Regions from separate parts of the Mus musculus genome. Here regions 1 and 2 are each linked to region 3. The links are chromatin contacts, called in public HiChIP or PLAC-seq maps. All regions are on one chromosome and are shown on one strand. The core of a region is the stretch at or near the end of the contact, and the rest is flanking DNA. Distances in the headings are between cores, read along the strand shown. Region 1 holds the start of Efcab10 (EF-hand calcium binding domain 10). Region 2 overlaps Atxn7l1 (ataxin 7-like 1). Region 3 overlaps Cdhr3 (cadherin-related family member 3).

Region 1 (4,016 bases), core at 139-2,638, 350 kb after region 3:
TTACAGGTAGTTCTAAGGAAAGACAGGAAAGGAGGGCAGGAAGGGGCGCAATAGCCTGGTTGGGCCTAAGGAAATGTCAGGTGAAGAGGGCCACCAGGTAGTCTTAAAGACACTTACTGTCTAAGCCCAGCCTTGAGCCTATTGCATGTAACGAACTGCACTGTTTTTGCTGTATATGCAAATTTTTCTTGTATAGACATATAATGGCTTAATTACAGAAAACAAATACTTTTAATATTTTCCCACTGTCATTCATCAGCATGCATGAAATCTGTGTATTAGACTGTATTCAAAGGATTAATTTGTTCATTAATTTATTTTACTGAACTGCCTCTGCCCTCCCTCCTCATCCTGGGATTACAGGTGTTCATATTTATATCCTGCTATAATTTATGAGTTAATGTTTTGTTTGAGGTTGCCGGGATTAAATCTAGAGCCTCCCTCACACTGAACTCATCTATGCCCCTCTGGCCATTTTAAATAGGGTCTTTTTTTTCTTGTTCATTTAGATTTTGGGAGTATTGTTATGGCAAAGCGGGAGATCTAACCTCCAGTCTGGATATTCTAGTCAAGTGCTATACCATTGAGCTATGACCTAGTCGCAGATGTTTGGTTTGTTGCCGTGAATGGCATAAGAAGAATAAAATAAAATCATTAAAGTATGTTTTTGACTTGGGGAAAAGATAATTTCCAAGAATTACTGGCCTGTCCCTAAATATACATCAGCCAATTTGTATTATGTATTTCTGTTATGTAGCGTTTTTGGCCTTGACAATTATAAACTCAAAATACCAGCCAACTTTGAAAAAACGTTGAAGATGCTCTGTGCTTTGCAGTATCAAGTATTCAGCTGGCGTTTAATTCCTTAAAATAAGCAAGCACCTACGTGCACATTGGTACACAAATTTGCTTTTATTGTTAATGATGTTTACAAAGCAAAACGTTTTGCTTTGATTTAGTTTGTTTTGGTTTTCTGAGACAGGGCTATATATCCCAGGATGTTCTTCACTTCTGTTTGTAGCCAAGGATGCCATTGAACCCTTAATCTTCCACCCCCAAGTGCTGGTACTATAGACAGGCATGCATCATTGCACCTGACTTCAAAGAACTTTCTTTAAATTATATATCTATTTTATACAGGGTTGCACAGGAAATGTGTTAAAAGAGTTGAAAGTGGAGAATCATTACCGAGTGTAGTTCAGCAGAAAACACCCAAGCTCAATATCCATACCTGAGACCTCCTGCCAGGGCAACCCTGAGGGCTGCTCACCCAGAAAATGCTATTTAGGATTCTTAGAACTGCTAACGTTCTTTTCTCATTGATAAATCCTAGGTTCCCATCATTAAAACCTCATTCTGGAACAAACAAGTACAGGAAGCAGGAACCCGGACCAAACAAGCTCAGCCTCTGTGTTGGCAACTGCATCACAAGCTGGTGTCACAGACTGCCCGCCACACCCCTGCTTCTTCCTCAGGGGTGTGGAAGGGGGTTGTCCTGGTACCTGGGAGGGAAGAGGAGTGGGGCTGGGGAAGGTGAGGTGTTTCACGTGAATGAGCACGAAAGGGGCGGAGTTGGGCCCCCTGGAGGCTGCCTGGTCGCCTAGCAACGGCTCAGCTAGGAAACATGGAGCCTGTGGCTGACCGGGAGCTTCAGGCCAAGCTGTATTTAGAAAGACATCGGATCATGGAATTGCTGAATCAACTTACTAGCTTCCTCCTCTTTGCCCGACCAAGTAAGGGTCTTGTCTCCATTGGCTTTCTGACTCTCTCTCCCCCATCAAAGGGTCACCAGCACGCCGCTTCCCTCCCTATAGCCAGCCCTCTTCACTCGCTCCATTCCCTGCTTCCCCACGAGTGGAGGAGCCCTGCCGGAGTTCGAAGGCTCTATGAGCCCCTCACCCTCCACGCATATCCCCAGCTCTGAGTCAAACGTGATAAATGTCCTCTTGGTGCCGCAAGGAATGGTAGGGAGGCTGGCAGAGTCTGCGAGTGGCAGAGTCTGGGGACTGCCTAGCTCCAGGTCCACCCCTTATAGTTATGAGTGCTTGAAGCAAGGCTGAATGTCTGTCTCTTCCATGGGAAAATGGAGATAATAGTACAGATCTAATGGGGACAGAGCGAACACCGGGGACGGGGGGCGGGAGGGGGGTTCACATAAATTATAGCTATATCAGCCTTGGCCAGGCAAGCAATAGATCTTTTCAATTCAATTCTAAGGAGTCTCTGATTTATTAAGGGAGATAAACAATGGTTAGTGTGAGCTGCCAGGATCCTCCTGGGGAGCTAGGGTTTTTTCCTGGCATTTTTATAGATTAGACTCCTTCAAAGTTTGGGTTATTCCATAATTGTTATTGGTGCATGGTAAGACGTTACATTTGAGATGATGACAAGATTGCATCCTCCCAGGGTGAATTGAGCCTGCCGGCCTTCATGATAAGTCTCCAAAATTACAAAATGTTCATTTACTTCTCTGGAAAGGAAGCAGAAATACCATTCCAACGCAGAAAAACAAAACAAACAAAAAACCAAACCAAACAACAATAACAACAACAACAACAACAAAACCCGAAAAACAGTATAACCACTTAGGGGATGAGAAAAATATTTTGAAATATTTTATTGTATTTTTTAAAATGTATTCATTTAAACGTGTATAGGTGTTTTGCCTGCATATCTGGCTGTGTATCATGGGCGTGCCTGCATGCCTGTGTGCCTGGTCCCTGAAGCGGTTAGAAGATAAGTGTCACATCCCCTGAACTAGAGCTGCCCATGGTCTGAGGCACAATATGAGTGCTGGGACCTGAATCAGATCCTTGCTCTTAACTGCTAACCATTACATTTTTTTAAAAAGATGTATTTATTTATTTATTATATGTAAGTACACTGTAGCTGTCTTGAGACACTCCAGAAGAGGGAGTCAGATCTTGTTACAGATGGTTGTGAGCCACCATGTGGTTGCTGGGATTTGAACTCCGGACCTTCAGAAGAGCAGTCGGGTGCTCTTACCCACTAAGCCATCTCACCAGCCTACCATTAAATTTAAAACACAAATTTAGCACATCTAATGTTCAGAACAGCCAGTGTTTAATATACATATATATTTTGCTTAGATTATATTTCCTTTTTCTCTTTCTCTTTCTCTTCATTGTCAAAGTAATGAAGTCTAGACTCATCTGGGAGATGGGGCCCTGGCCACGTCTGTGGTTATGTCTGGACTGAGGGGGAAGCATTTCCATCAGGCTGCAGCATTCTCAGGATGAGGATCTTGGAGATATAAAAAGCAGAAAAGCAAGCTGAGCAGAAGCATCACCTCTCTGTGTTCTGCTCTGGGACTTTTACTGCCTTGATGGATTTTTAACTCCCATACTGTGATGCAAAATAAACCCTCCTCCCTTAAGTTACTTTTGCCAGAGTATTTTAACATAGCATCAGAAAAGTAACTAAGACAGAGACATACACTTCAAATAATGACCATTATGATTTCCTTAACATACACAGAGAAGCCGGGCAGTGGTGGCACAAACCTTTAATCCCAGCACTGGAAAGGCAGAGGCAGGCAGCTTTCTGAGTTTGAGGCCAGTCTGGTCTACAGAGTGAGTTCCTGGACAGCAGGGGCTACACAGAGAAACCTTGTCTTTAAAAAACAACAACAAATGCATATGTACATACATACGTACGTACATACATACAGAAGAGCAAGTAAATAACGCTATAGTGAAATAGTATTGGTCAAATTCTAGCAGCTGAAGTTGGTGATGGGTCCATTATCCTTTGCTTTAGGTTTGCTTTCCTTTTATTTATGCGTGTGTCTGCTTTAGTACTTGCCATGTGAACACAGGGGCCTAAAGAGGCCGTACTAAGTCATCAGATCCCCTGGAATTGGAGTTTAAGGCTGTTGTGAGCCACTTGAGGTAGGTTCTGGGAACAGAACTTGGATCTTTTGCAAGGGCACGTGTTATTAAATGTATAACCTTAAAAAATTAATTCTCACCAATAACTTTTAAAATTGTTAGAAA
Region 2 (3,764 bases), core at 929-3,428, 300 kb after region 3:
AAACAGCCCCACACCTCTCTCCATGGCCTGTACGTCCACAATGGCAGTAAAGGGAGAACGTGATGAGGCTTCATGTTATGGAATATGTCCATCCCAGGGTGTGTAGGGGGGAGGGGGTCAGCCTGGAGTGTGTCCATCCCAGGGTGTGTAGGGAGGAGGGGGTCAGCCTGGGAAGTGCACAGAGGCTGTGAGTTCGCTGCAATAATAATACCGTGGCTTCTTCCAGCCTATACCTTAAACTGAAGTGTGGTGGGGGGGGGAATTTGTGTTTTGTGGGTTATCTTGTCTCAATGGGTCCTTTGCTGGTTTCTACCTCTCTCACACCTTCAACAGCCAACTCCTGCCCCTAGTCAAAACCCCATTCAGTTCCAACCTGAGGGGCTGGCGAGTGTCTGGGCACAGGCCTAACTCCAGTAGACCCAACTGAAAGACCTCAACCGCAGGCCTGACACCCACTCACTCACTGCCTGCTGGACAGAACTCTCTGCGGAGGAAGGAAGGGGGCATTTTGATGGCCCTGGTGGGAGGACAGCTTGTACACAGCATCCCAGCTTCCTTTGCAACATCCTCCTGATCCCCCAGACTTGAATGTAGAACATTTATTTATTATGCTTTGAGTTTACACCAGCAAATGCTGACAGTTTCTGGCCTAGGAACTCTCTTCAGTTTGCTGCCGTCAAGGCCCTTACAGACACCTCACATTTCTAGAGACCTGGCACCCTTCCTAATCACCCCCTCTTCACCATTAAACATTGCCACCCTTCATGCCCAGAGAGCTGTGGGAATATCTGCTCTGCAGGACTCAGGTGTCTGCTGGTGCCTACCAGAGACAGCACTGAGCTTCAGAAGCCCGGGGCTCCCTGAAAGGTTGCCACACATTCCCGTACTGTGCAGGTGTGGTTAAGCATTTTGAGTAATTCCCAAAGAGATGAAGAGGCTGGAGGCATCAGAAGGACAGTTAGCAGTCACTTCCCTGGAAGCAATCAACACTCAGGCAGTGAGGAGGAAGTGGAGAAAGCTCTCCTTCCCTCAGTCATCCTTCATCTCCCAAGCCAGTGTGTCCTGTCTGATCCTCCTGTGGAGCGTCTGGACCGGGGCTACAGGCAAAGTGAGGTGTAAGGTTAGCAGCCTGTGTTCCTTGTGCCTTCAAGTTCAGCCCCACAGAGGAGTACAGCCACGCTTTTTCCTGCCCCTGCCGGAGGCACTGCCAATTCCAGGTCAGGGAAATGACTTATCTATGAGGCTGCGTGGAAAGCCTTCACCAAGGGCTTCGTAAAGCATAGGAAAGGCCACCCTGACAAGTCAGTGAACATGCTCCCACTTAAATGGATAAACCAGGAAGGCAGAGGTGGGGCTGGGGACATGAATGGATTTCTCCAGGCAGCCGTCAAAGAAAGCAGGCATCCTTAGGACTCCAGTGGCGCTTTCTGCTCTGCAGCCACTATGCCCAGAGCACCAAGGACCTGTGGGACTATTTTAAATAAAATAAAGTATTTGCAAACTGCATGGTCCTACTGTCCTGCCCTCTGCTCTCACCCTGTCCCCTATGCCGCCCTGAATCAGACTCAGAAAGTCTGGGTTCAGAGTGCAGCATTGATTTCCCCGAGTGGTTCTCGAAACATTTTAGCAGCTGGTTGGGGGAAGAGAAAAAGAAGAAGAAGAAAAAAAAAATCGCCTGACAACGTCACACTTGTTGGTGGATATGTGCATTTAAAAAAAAAATGTAGTCTTAATGCCAAATCCTATTTAGTCTCCTTTTTTTTCTTACATTTTTGTTTGTTTCTTAAACCAGAGAGAGAATTTGACCCAAATAAACACTGTGGAGTATTGGATCCCGAGACAAAGAAACCTTGCACAAGATCCCTCACCTGCAAGGTATTTCTCTTTCCATAAAAAAATACTTCCTGCTCTTGCTGGGGCCTTTGTCGAAATGTTTGCATGCCACTCTCTGCACACGGCAGGGTGTGGAACCTCGACATGACCTCCAGCTGTTCTTTGTAAGGGAAATGGCTTTCTTCTCTGTCCACGGTAGCATAGTGCCTGCCTCAATCTGTCTGGCTTTTTAAGGGGAAGAGAGAGAGAGGGAAAAAAAAACACCCTAGGCTTCCCGTGTTACTTGGGAGGCCAGACAGTAAATTGTATTTATAGGCACTCACAGGCGGTTCTAAAGCCTGCTACGTTTTAATGTATGCAGGAGCGGCGGCGGCGGCGGCAGCGCCCAGAAAGGCAGCCCGGAGGGGAGGATGAGATACTGCGCTCTGATCTAGCTACTCGGGGTGACCAGGGGACAGGCGGACCCCAGGCCACCGCTACGGGGTAGCCTCAAGCCCCAGGTTTCCTCCTGTCCTTCTAGTGCCTCTTTGGACCCAGGCTCTGCCCTCTCTGCCTGGTGGCCCTGAATGCATGGGCCAACTGGAGCCTCCTACCCACATCTGGATTGACTTTAGCTTTCCCTCGCGGGTGACTTTCATCCGAGGCTGTCCTGGGTTCTGCACAGAAGCTATCTCATGCCATTTGTCTGGAGGAAGCCTTGGCTTCTTGACACCTGGAGTGTAGGGCATGGTTGCATTCGAGCGGTCTCTGCCTCTTCCCAGCCTCAGAACAGGAGCTGTTGTCTTGAAGTTGACTTTTTCAAGCACCTTTAAATGCCTATGGTTGCAATTTCGGAAATGCAGGCCGTGGGGAAGCAGGTGTATGTGCTGATCAAAGAGGCTGTGCTGCTCATGTCTCTTCTCCTTAGACACACTCGCTGAGCCATCGGAGAGCAGTCCCAGGCCGGAAAAAGCAATTTGACCTCCTCCTGGCGGAGCACAAAGCCAAGTCCCGGGAGAAAGAAGTGAAAGAGCACCTTCTGACTTCCGCTAGGGAGATACTTCCGAACCCTCCTGGACCCTCGCCTGATGCTCCGCAAGCATCTTCCGGGAGCACGGTGGCAGAGCCGAAAGTAGCATCCCCACCAAAATCCAGGCCACTCAACTCTGTACTTCCCAGGTAAGTCGGCATGGGCCTCGAAGCAGCCCCAGCCCCCCTCAGTCCAGGCCCTCTTCCTTGCCAGCTGTTTTGTGTGTGGCCTGCCGGTTCTTTGAGGAGATATTTTACCCCAACCTTCTAAGGCTCTGTGAAGTTTAAATACGATCCTGCGCCTAAGGGGCTCAGCCCCGATGCCTGCCACATGGTGTAGTCGTCAGCCTTCCTAGCAGACCTTTTTATCAGACTGTGTGTTTTTACAGAGCCAGAGTGGGCTGGAAATAAACGCTGGAAGATTGGCACTTCAACCACCAGGCGACTTCCAGGCTGCCTGCGTTTTATGTTATTTGGAGACTCCTGGGGCAGAAAGGGAAAGCCTGGGTAGATAAGTAGTTAGAATATCTTATAAGCTCCCGGGGACCTCTTGTCACTTGTCACATGGTCTTATGACTTATTTCCACCACTTCCCTATGGTCAGGATGAAGGGCACGCTGGTGCTGTTGACGGCAACCCACCTGTTTGGGGTTTTATTTGGTTGCACTGAATGCGAAGGAAAAAAACCACGAAACAGAATTACAATCCATTTGGATTAAAAAAAAAAAAAACACTTTAAGATCTGTGAATGTTTGTTTTGGTGGGCAGGAGACCAATTTCCAGGTAACAGGAGTTGAACAAACCATACGCATACCAAAGTGTTATGAAGGGCTTGCTCCAGATGCAAGGCGCTGTCAGGCAAGGGCAGAGGAAAAAATGCAACCGGCCTCTGCTTTCCAAAAATCTAGAGTTCGGAAACCAGA
Region 3 (4,166 bases), core at 300-2,799:
AGAGTCATTCATAGGCCATTTTCTAACCGGAGGGGGATGTCAGGGAGGGGGGAGGGGAAGGGGAGAAGGAAAAGGATGGGGGGGATACAGGAGGAGGAAAAAAATGCACCCTCTCTGTCCTGATGCCCTCCCTTGCTACAGGCCCATTCAAATTCTATGAGTGAAAGTAACATTTTCTAATTTAAGTTCCTCACCTCTCCTTACCCCCCTACACTGTGAGAGCGTTCCCACAGTGGTGCAGTCTACCACAGTGGACAACCTTTGCTCTGAAACATATCCTCACATAGAAACATGCTTCTTCCTCTTTTGCTTTTTCTTGCCCACCCCTCTCTTTATTTTCTTTTTAGGTATCTTTGACTATCCTGAAACTTCCTCTGAAGCCCAGGCAGGTTCAAACTCACAGAGATCCACCCACCTCTGCTTCCTGAGGGCTAAGGTTAAAGGCGTGTGCCACCACCACAGCTCACATTTTTCTTTCCTGTGAGAAGTCAGTGGCTCTGAGTCCGAGCTCTTACACAGATTCCCATCAGCTAATCCATGGCCCTTCCAAACACATGCCTCAACGTTTTGTTTGTTTGTCTTGTTTTGTTTTTCTGTCTGCCTCACGCTTCTGGGTCAAAGGGTTCCACTGCTATACATCCTAAGGACTTTTGGCTGCAGATTCCAGGTCCCAGATCCTTACCCTGGGAGTTGTGATGGTTGTGGTTGGGTGAGGAATGACTTTAACACTCAGAGTCACTGTCCCTGTTTCAACAAGAGCCTTGGCTTTTGTGCTGCCAGACAGCAAGTTGTCATCAGTAATGTGGACAAGCAGCTGGTAGTCCCAGACGGTATCGAGGCTGCTGTAGTCAAAGCGGGAAGCCAGCAGCAGGCGCGTGATGTTGGAGCCGGCATTGGGAGAGAAGGTGAAATGATTGTTGATGTTGCCTAAAAGAGATTTGACCCATGAATGTTGGTAAAAGAGTAGAAAAGAGGATAAAATAAAGATACAGAAGAAAACTGCATTTGTTTTTATTCCCTTAAATGTCTACACTTTAATTTTTTTATATATGTAGCAGGGTTGGGTCTGTGATACCCTGCAAGTGAGGATATATTGGATAAGAGGCCACAGTGCCCCTATCTTAGAGCCTCCAGGGAGAGAGTTAATTATCCTGGTGTGTGGGCAGCAAGACAGCAGATTGAGCCATACCCCTAACCATGGACCATGCTCGCCTTATGCCTGTGTGGAGCCTGTCTGGCCATCCTGGTGTCAAGGGTCCTGAAGTCCTCTAAAGGAAAGCACCTCCTGATATCACAAGGAGTCAGGTCCAGGTTCTTGTGAATTCACCCCACCTGCTTCCTACACACACGTACACACGCATGCACTCGCGTGCGCGTGCACACACACACACTCACACACACACACACACATGCACACAGCTCTGTTGGGACCCACAACTTGAAGGTGCCCAGGGCAAGAAGAACGCCAGCCCAAGCATGGCTCTTGCTCATCCTCCAGTGTCTCCAGAGTCATTACAGGCTGAAAAATCAGGAAATGGAGCAGATGATGCAATTTTTACTTCCTCAGCAGCGCAAGGCTCGGTAAAGTCCTCGGGACACTCAGTGTGGATTAGCTCCACCCTCAGCAGGCAGCTGAGGTCTCCAGGCGCTGTCTGCCCCTGGGTTTTGTGGCACACCAGGCTCAGAGGTTTCCCACTGCTTTGCCAGGCTCAGCGGGCGGCAGAGGCGGATTTTGAGTCTTTCATGTGGAATTGCTCTGCTTATTGGGGTTTAAATCTCTGGCCCCGGCACTTCATTAGAGGAGCTATTTTGGTCTCATTTCCATTGAGGGGTGCTCTTCCCCCCCTCCTTCCCATGGTGGCATATTTTTAAAGAGAGAGAATGAATGGAGTGGAGAAGTGTTGCTGAGGACATGTTTCAGAACGCATTTAATCTATTTAATCTATTCTTATCCCCAGAGAGGCCTGGGAGTCCCTTCCCCCCACAGCACTTTTCCAGGAAAAGAGGTAGCTGAAGAGAGGAAATAAAAAAATATTATATTCAATATATTCTGGGAATTTGGGGAGAGCATTCTATTAAAAGGATTCATCCTTCCTGGGGCTTTGCAACACCGTGTGGGGGTGAGTCTGGTTGTGGAATATCCGGATAGACTAGATGAGACAGAGAAGCTGACAGCGCTGGGAAGCACAGGGAAGCTTGGATTCTTCATGTAAAATATGCCCTCCCCAGCACTGTGCCCACCGCAGTGTATAATCTAAGACCCGCTGCCTTGTTCCTTCCCGAATGGCCCAGGATTGTTGATACTGAGCCCAGTACCTGAGCCAATGGAGTATCGAAAAGAACTGGGGCTAGAATCAAGGTCAGTGCACGTCAGCTTGAAATTCTGAATGTTTGTGCCAACTTTTAGATCCACTGGGATGGCCATGAAGTAAAAATTTGGAGTACATACTGGCTTTTCATCATTTTCTCCAAGGATGTTCACAGTAACCTAGAACAGCAGGAAGGTGGTTTAGAATATTATTACATGCTAGTCGGTGTGTGTAGAGATAGGGGTGCAGAGGTCAACTTGTGGTTGGACATTCTTTCCTATCACGATGTGGCCCCCAGTGATCAAACTCAAGTTTTCAGGCTTGGCAGCAATCACCTTTATTTGCTGAGCCGTTTCATCAGCCCAAGCCTTAAGAGCTAAAATGCATCGAGCATTCACTGCGTGGGATATGGAATTTGCATGAATTCATTGATTTAACCTCATGTGTTAGAGAGAACATGATAGCTCTTGTCTACAGATGAGAAAAAAGGGAACTCAGAGACAGTAAGTAATTGACAAAGAACCATTCAAATAAATAGTGAGAGGCTGAGCTAAGATTTTAGTGTGGTTTTGTCTTGATTCAAATCCTTTGCTGTTAGCTTCTTTGCTGCGTATATGCATGTGCAGCTCTCTCTCTGTGGGTCCCTGGAGGGTGGGGCCCAGGCAGTATCTGTTATGTTCTGCAGTTGACTGTGCCACGCAGCCTGGCCTCCTGCTTTTGCCACGGTCTCACCTGCAGCCTGGGCTGACAGACCTACACTGAGTCCCCAGCTGGCATGCCACAAGCAGGCATGTAGATCTCTCATTGCTGGGCCTCAGGTCTGGTGAACTGACTGGAACACCGGCCAGCAGAGGACCCCACATTTTCAGTCCTATGTGATCATTTTGGCTCATCATGCTATTTAAAGGCTTATGAATTTTGAGTCATATTCATTCTCCTTTTGAAATGGAGGGATTTCAGCTATTTCTAATACTGGGAGTAAATTGAAATATTCACTCTAGTTAGCTTCCAGACTGGAGTCCATACATTTCTGTCTTTAAAAAAAAGAAACACAGGCACCCTAGCAAACACAGCAATCAATTCCAACTTTCCCTGGATAGGAATATTGAGCCTCCTGAATCTCTGAGCACACCATCCCATTAACTCAACACAGGTCGCCAGAGGAACCGAACTACCCGGCCCTCATTACTCACATGACTTTCCATAGAAATAGGGTCACAGAGATAAATCTTGTCCATACCCTCTCAGAAAATTGGGAGCATGACTAAGGAATGAATTCACCCTCCTCGATGCAAGCCCATTGCTGTCCCTCCCACACAGGCTGCCAGCTAGGTTGCCCCCCACATACCTTTTCCCTTCACTAATGGATCTTTATGGCCATCACATAGCTCTTAGATCACCCTAACAATCATCCCACAGACACACCAGGGACTCACGGGGTGCTTGTGGGAGGCACCAGCACTCCTCGGAAACATGTCTGGTGTGGTATGTGAACTCCACACACTTGTGTGCTGAGAATCTGCATTCAACAAGAGCCTCAACATGGACCTCTGAGAAGCAGTGGCTCGGCAGGCAACTGTGATAGTTTGGATGTGGGTAAGACTTGTACCCAATGTGGTACTGCTGTGTAGTGCCAGGTACTATGGGAGGTGCAGGCTTGTGGGAGGTCCACGGGTCATTGAGGGGACTCAAAGGAATGGTGAGACCCAGTCCTGTTCTCTCCTTGCTTCCTGACTCTTGAAATGTGAGCATTATCTAAAACACATATTCCCACCACATGCCATCTTCACTACAGGCACAAACAGATGGGCTTAAGTCTTCAGCACCAGGATCCAAAGGGTACCTCTCTTTACTTCA

The links. HiChIP or PLAC-seq counts read pairs in DNA pulled down with a chosen protein or histone mark.
Region 1: an H3K4me3 HiChIP or PLAC-seq map of forebrain shows a contact between it and region 3, with 4 times the contacts expected there. The contact joins the promoter of Efcab10 here to the enhancer-like site in region 3. A contact is called at or near these places in 12 of 39 promoter capture datasets (the 3T3-L1 cell line, 3T3-L1-derived adipocytes, the C10 cell line and 8 more), 4 of 15 datasets of contacts at CTCF or cohesin (CD8 T cells, the NIH/3T3 cell line, large pre-B cells and 1 more), 10 of 484 Hi-C or Micro-C datasets (B cells, the G1E-ER4 cell line, MC3T3-E1-derived osteoblasts and 7 more), 8 of 115 datasets of contacts at active chromatin or transcription factors (the NIH/3T3 cell line, astrocytes, embryonic basal ganglia and 5 more) and 2 of 9 other capture datasets (embryonic stem cells and macrophages).
Region 2: a contact with region 3 is called in an H3K4me3 HiChIP or PLAC-seq map of forebrain, with 4 times the contacts expected there. The contact joins two enhancer-like sites. A contact is called at or near these places in 5 of 39 promoter capture datasets (cranial neural crest, embryonic stem cells, frontonasal cranial neural crest and 2 more), 38 of 484 Hi-C or Micro-C datasets (the 63-12 cell line, the AML12 cell line, B cells and 28 more), 13 of 115 datasets of contacts at active chromatin or transcription factors (astrocytes, bone marrow-derived macrophages, craniofacial prominence and 8 more) and 4 of 9 other capture datasets (adipose tissue, embryonic stem cells, embryonic trunk and 1 more).

What each region holds. Positions count from the first base shown.
Region 1 is chr12:33,393,466-33,397,481 of GRCm38.p6, forward strand. Efcab10 (EF-hand calcium binding domain 10) reads left to right here and starts at 1,389. Exons shown (of 4, transcript NM_029152.1): 1 at 1,389-1,733. The coding sequence starts at 1,625. It overlaps Atxn7l1os2 (ataxin 7-like 1, opposite strand 2), which reads right to left and starts at 1,295. Exons shown (of 4, transcript NR_131031.1): 1 at 1,232-1,295.
Region 2 is chr12:33,343,098-33,346,861 of GRCm38.p6, forward strand. It overlaps Atxn7l1 (ataxin 7-like 1), which reads left to right. Exons shown (of 11, transcript NM_001374022.1): 6 at 1,793-1,875; 7 at 2,741-2,991. Among named protein-coding and RNA genes, the nearest start is that of Atxn7l1os2, 50 kb to the right of the region's middle. Within about 2 kb of position 2,179, at least 57 of the 459 cell types and tissues checked have an H3K27ac peak or open chromatin away from gene starts, as enhancers often do. A contact at or near this core is called in cerebral cortex, cortical neurons and forebrain, where this site is marked.
Region 3 is chr12:33,044,317-33,048,482 of GRCm38.p6, forward strand. Cdhr3 (cadherin-related family member 3) reads right to left here. Exons shown (of 20, transcript NM_001024478.1): 13 at 2,317-2,488; 14 at 683-927. It overlaps Gm40874 (a long non-coding RNA gene), which reads left to right. Exons shown (of 4, transcript XR_872668.3): 4 at 348-968. Among named protein-coding and RNA genes, the nearest start is that of Cdhr3, 46 kb to the right of the region's middle. Within about 2 kb of position 1,550, at least 65 of the 459 cell types and tissues checked have an H3K27ac peak or open chromatin away from gene starts, as enhancers often do. A contact at or near this core is called in cerebral cortex, cortical neurons, forebrain and 1 more, where this site is marked.